2 separate regions of the Mus musculus genome follow, and region 1 is linked to region 2. A link is a contact called in public HiChIP or PLAC-seq data. All regions are on one chromosome and are shown on one strand. The core of a region is the stretch at or near the end of the contact, and the rest is flanking DNA. Distances in the headings are between cores, read along the strand shown. Region 1 has its middle 5.9 kb from the start of Ccn5. Region 2 holds the start of R3hdml (R3H domain containing-like).

Region 1 (2,798 bases), core at 76-2,575, 320 kb before region 2:
AACTATCTGCAGCTGGCAAAACCACGCTTCTACTAGAGCACGAGGCAAATCATAGTCACCTGCCGCAGGTTGTCTGAAGCAGCCATAGATCCCCAAACCTGGGATTAAAATGGAAGCACATTCTTGTAATATATGTCTGTGTTTTTAAAGAAGCCAAAAATTCCAGAATTCTCACATGTCAGTGAACTGAAGAAGCCAGGCTCCAATCCTGGCTTTGTCTTTGTGCACCTTTGGGCAAATCCTTTGACTTTCTTGGCCTCAGTTTCCTTATCCATAAAGTGGGTGAAAAGCAATTCCTTGCTTTCCAGCACCTCTAGCCCCAGAGGTCTATGTTTTATACACCTAGAAACCACTTATTTCCAGAAGGAAATCTCTGACCCAGAGAGGGGCTTGGAGGAAGGCCCTCAGCAGAGACCCACAGCACAACTCAGAATTCAGGATACTTTGCTAAGCTGGGACCAGCTGATCAGGGACCAAACCAGTGGGCTAGGTTATTCCTGTTCCACCTGAGAGCTCCTGCCTTTGTCAGAAGACCCCTAGCTCCAAGGAGACACTTCTCTGCTTGGTCCCTACAGGTGCCACTATCTGTCTACTACACCACTCATCTGTCCATTCTTCCACTTATGTCTGTCTGTCTGACCCATCTGTCCATCTATTTGTATATTCATCCACCCATTAATCCATCGATCCATCCATCTTCCATGTATTCATTCTAAAAACCCTGCCTGTACCAGCCATGCCTTGGTGTTAAAGAAGAAGGAAAAACAGGTCCCTGTCCACAGGGAGCCCATGGGGTCAGGGGACAGAGGCCAGCAGAGACAATTTCCACATAGTTAGTAGGGCATGCTAAGGAGGAAGGCAGGGAGACCTGAGCCTGCCTTGGAGGACGAGACACTGAATTTGGAAGCAAGTGTAGTGTCAGCGGGGTGATCTGAGCAGGATGAAGCGAGGCCTGGAGGTGGTGGGGTTGAATCTGGATGGAGCCATGATGGGGGTGGGGAGCTGAGGGGAGCTGCAGCTGTGCAGGCAAGTGTCAACTGGGGATCATGTTGGTAGCTGGGGTGGGAATGATGCCAAGTCCTTGGGCACACTGCGTGGCAGCTTGCAGAGGTAGAAAACTTTCTCCGGCAGTTGTCAGACCCCCCACTCCCGTCCCTGCCTATGTGATGTCAGGTAACTCTGTGAGGCCCAGTCCCCGGTGATGGCATCACAGGTTGTCTCTTTAGCCTCCCAGGACTCTTCTGACTCCTGAGTCATATGTGGTCAGCAAACTGAGGACCATGTAAACATGTGGCCTGGCCTGGACCTAATTGTTCCCATCCCTGCTATGCTGAGGGAGCATTGGCTGGGGAGAGGGCAGGGCTTGGTTAGTAACTGCCCCTGAGGGCTCTGGTCATGGGGTGGCTGAGTCACTGGCCAGTCATCAGCTTGGGCCTTGGGGTCCTTGGTTGGGGGATGGGAGATCCATTTTCTCGCTCATGGCTGCCTCCAGACTCTCTCCACTCAGAACACAGCGCCCCCCCTGAAACTCTCAATGTTTAAAATGGCTTGAGATGTAGCATAGCCCAGGCTGGTCTCAAGATTGCTGTGTAGCTGAGGTGGCCTTAAATGTCTGGTCTGCCCTGTCTCCACCTTTCAAGTGCGGGGATAACAGGATTGAGCTTTCTCACCAAGTTTTTGCAGTGCTGGGAATTGAACCCATGGCTTCCTGTTTGCTAGGCAAGCACGATACTAACTAAGCTACGTCCCAGCCTGGAGAAGTGCTACTCACAAGAGTCCCACACCCTTATGCTCAGGAAGGCAGACAGGCCCAGAGATGGAAGTCACACACTAGTGTTTGTTCCTGTTGATCTCTCCTGTGTGGAGACCCCCAGGGTAGCTGGGTCCACCTCTGTGGGTTCTTAGAGTCTGGGAGGTTAGGAGTCATTTGCAGGCAGCTCTAAGGTCAGGTCTCAGTTGGACTGCCACCCCATCCCCTGAGAAAGTGGCTGCAGGTGCTGTGGGCAGGATGCAAACATTGCAAGAAAGTTAACTGTGGCATGTGTCCCCTTCCCTGAATGCTGTATGCAAATAACTGACCCCTCCTCTGTGTAGAGGCTGAGAAGGCCCTGGACCAGGAGCCCCTAACAAGAAGGCTCAGGCCTACAGCATGCTCAGGGCTCAGAAGTGATGTGTGTTTGTCTGTTCATTCCAGAGCCAGATGAAAACCATGGATGTGGGGTGATCTAGACAGGACCCCCAAAAGAGCAATGAGTAGACCCGAGGGGGTCAGTCTGTTCCTGTTCCTCCAGAGACTGAAAAGGCAAATAGTACCCTAGCCAACTGCTATTGTGACTGGGGACGAGTAATGGCCCCTAAAGTATACATACAGTGCCTCTGCATAGCACTGAACTCCCCAGATGGGATCTAAGCCTGATTCACACTCATAACTTCAGCTTCTCCACAATTTCAGGCCTATTTCTACAGCAAAGACTTTAGGGTCCTTAATAAGAGTCACGGGTGGTTCTGGGCAACCTGAAGTATTAAATCACTTAATTATGTTGATGTGTCCATAAAAGGTACTGTTACCACTGTCCCCAATCCAGAGGTGGGGAGACTGAGGCATCAATAAGTTGCATTAGCCTTACAAAGTTAAGATGGTCAATGGAGACACAATCAGAATCTGAACCCTTTGCCTCCAGAGTCGCCTCTTGTGTGTATCTTCTGAGGGAATGACATCCTTCCAGGAGGATCTAGTAAGGGCCTGGGCCCTCTGTTCAACCTCTGCAGAAGGATGCCCACAGATGATCTGGAGGGGT
Region 2 (2,752 bases), core at 13-2,512:
GGAGGCAGTACATAAGAGAACACTGAGAGGGGCCCCATTTCCAGTTGTTAGGCAGGTGGGAGTCTATCAGCTCTCTCTTTTCCTAAAGAAGTCTCTGTGTGCTGTCAGTCTATCTCTCCAGGCTTTGGGGACAATAGTCCCGGGGAGGAGCTGAGATAGGAGGGTATTCCTCCTCCATGCTGAGGGTTTTGGCTGCTGGGAGACTGAGCTGAGAGACACTAATGCTGACTCTTTGAAAAAAGACATCCCAGACTGCCCTGAGATTCAGCTCCTGGCGTTCCTCAGCCCAAGATACCCTGGTGCCTGCCTGTCTTCCACAGAATGAATGGTCTGGGTGTGTCAAGCAACCCCCTCTGCTGAGAGACAATAGCCTGGAAAGCTCCTGTCTCTACCCCCTGCAAATGCCCAGCGTGGAACAAAATTCTCAGACCGCATATCGTGTTATTGGAAACTCCTGCCTTAGCAGCAGGCAGACCTGGCTTGCAATCCAGGCTGGGCGACCTTAGGCAAACCTCTCCTCTGACTCTCAATTCCTTCATTTGGAAAACAGATAAAATGCAGTATTGAAGGAAGAGGGTTCTGTGAAGGGCCCCAAGGCCCTCTACAGATAGTATTCCTCTCTCCCCACCCCCTACCCCAGCCTCATTCACTGAGGATTTATGCAAGGACCTTTCTTTCTGAATCTGTAAAAGGGACCACCCATTTTCACCATTTGCTTAGGCCAGACAGACAGGCAGATGGTCTAGCTCTTCAAGGCCAGCCACCCCAGACCACAGTGAACAATCTGGTCTTGGCTGGATGGTGCACAGGGAAAGTTTGGGACTCACCATATACTCCATGTTGGCAGCAGGTGGGTGTACGCTGGCCCGGATGTGGTTGTGATAATCCAGTAAAGCGCTCATGTCCCGAGCAGAGATGTGGCGCTTCCGGCGGTGCCGGGGCACCCCCAGGCCAGACAGGGGCCACACAGCTGTGTTCTTGGGTCGGCCCTGGACCAGTGTGGTGTTGGGCATCCGTAAGGCCCCCACTGTGTGACCCATCCAAAGGAGAAGGCCTGTGAGGCCCACGATGCTGGACAGAAGAGGCATAGCTGTCTGGGATGGTGTACCTGTCTGGTGCAGTTAGAGCTGCTGCCTAGAAGAGGTGGGTATGAGAAGGCCAAACCCTGAGAACTCTCCTTGAGCACTGCCAGTCTGGAGAATGCTCCTTGGGAACTTGGCAGAGATCCTCTGACCCAGCTCTCGTCCCGATACTCAATCCTTCCTCCTTGCTCCCTGGACTCAGTGGGTTAGGTGATGAGAAGTGCCCAGACAGTGGCTAATTCAGACTGGGCTTGGGAGTGGGAAGTTGCCACCACCTCAAAGCCAGGGCTCTGTCGCATCTGTCCAGGAGACAGACGGCCATCCCCTCTGGCCAAATGCCTTCTTTACCAATCCCATAATGTTGGGCTCAGTAGATGCCCACAGAAGCAGGACAGGCCCTTTTCTGAGTGAAGTGGCCTCAGGATGGACGGGGTGACATGGGAAGGTCAGATGGCAGAAGATGACAGAGGCAGAGAGGACATCGGAGGTCAGAGAAAAAGACAAGGAGAGGCAAACAAAAGGAGACAGAAAAAGGGGGATTCGAAAGAAACAGGAAGAAGGAAGAGCAGAGAGTTGTCATGAAAAGAAACTGTGGCAGAAATGGAGGCAAAGGGAAATAGAATTGAGGAGAGGAGAGGAGGGGAGGGGAGGGGAGGGGAGGGGAGAGGAGAGGCCAGGAAAGGCTAGGGGAAACCAGGCATCAGGTTCTCTGGGGGGCACATACCCAGAACAGGTGGCCCCAGGAGGTGGCAGGAGGTGGTGGAGAAGTCAGGGGACCTCTACAAATACTCTGGTAGTGCAGCGACTTTAAGGTCCCCGGGGAGTGATGGCCTCTGATGTCCCAGCCAGCAGCCCCCTCCTTCTCTAGCCAGCATATTCAGGGAGTGAGGCCCCGCCTGCCTCTCCTGTGGGCTTTCCTCTCCAGCTCTCTCCTCCTGCTCCCTTTGCCATCTGGAATGTGCAGGGGCTGTGGCTGAGCTGCCAGCTGGCTGGAGATAGAGTGATGAGGTAGGGATCCTGGAGGGAGAATCCCATGCATCCATGGAGATCCCAGACCCTTGTAGAACAAGGCAGCAGGAGAGAGTTCTGACTTCTCCCAAGGAAGCCCGTAGCCTCCGGGTGGGCAGATATGACGGCGGTCCAGGTATGAGCATCTAATATGTGCCACACCCTGGGATGAGAGCTTTACACACACAAGCTCAGCCAACATTCAGAGGCGCCACAACCCCTCTCTGTACCATTCTGTAAAGGAAGACTCTGAAGCTCCCAGAGGTGAAGGAAAAAGGCGCCTTCAAGTAGAGCCTAGGTTCAAATCCAAGTCTGTTCCCCGGAGCCCTGTTAGCATGAACAAATGATGTTCTGTTCTGTAGTCAAACAAAATACAGATGTCTGAGGTGAACCCCACTCAGACAGCATGGTGTGTGTGTGTGTGTGTGTGTGTGTGTGTGTGTGTGTGCGCAACAACAAAGCGCTTCAGACCCTGTCATTCCACTCACTGCTAAGCGCCCATGAGCGGTTGATTTGCGGAACTGTTTTATCCTCACTGGTACAGAAGAGCGAATAGAGACACCTGTCTCATCACCTGCCTCGTCAAACTGTTGTGAGAGCCAATGAGTCACTGTTTGTGGAGCTACAACGGCAGCTGGCACACAGTGTGCTTCCTGTGGGTG

Evidence for each region. HiChIP or PLAC-seq counts read pairs in DNA pulled down with a chosen protein or histone mark.
Region 1: a contact with region 2 is called in a FOXA1 HiChIP or PLAC-seq map of pancreatic cancer cells. The contact joins the enhancer-like site here to the promoter of R3hdml in region 2. A contact is called at or near these places in 11 of 39 promoter capture datasets (the C10 cell line, the HPC-7 cell line, HPC-7-derived erythroid cells and 6 more), 5 of 115 datasets of contacts at active chromatin or transcription factors (embryonic stem cells, neural tube, pancreatic cancer cells and 1 more) and 3 of 9 other capture datasets (adipose tissue, liver and macrophages).

What each region holds. Positions count from the first base shown.
Region 1 is chr2:163,813,503-163,816,300 of GRCm38.p6, reverse strand. No RefSeq gene overlaps it. Among named protein-coding and RNA genes, the nearest start is that of Ccn5, 5.9 kb to the left of the region's middle. Within about 2 kb of position 1,325, at least 69 of the 459 cell types and tissues checked have an H3K27ac peak or open chromatin away from gene starts, as enhancers often do. A contact at or near this core is called in the HPC-7 cell line and pancreatic cancer cells, where this site is marked.
Region 2 is chr2:163,490,828-163,493,579 of GRCm38.p6, reverse strand. It overlaps R3hdml (R3H domain containing-like), which reads right to left and starts at 1,262. Exons shown (of 5, transcript NM_001099331.2): 1 at 828-1,262. The coding sequence starts at 1,088.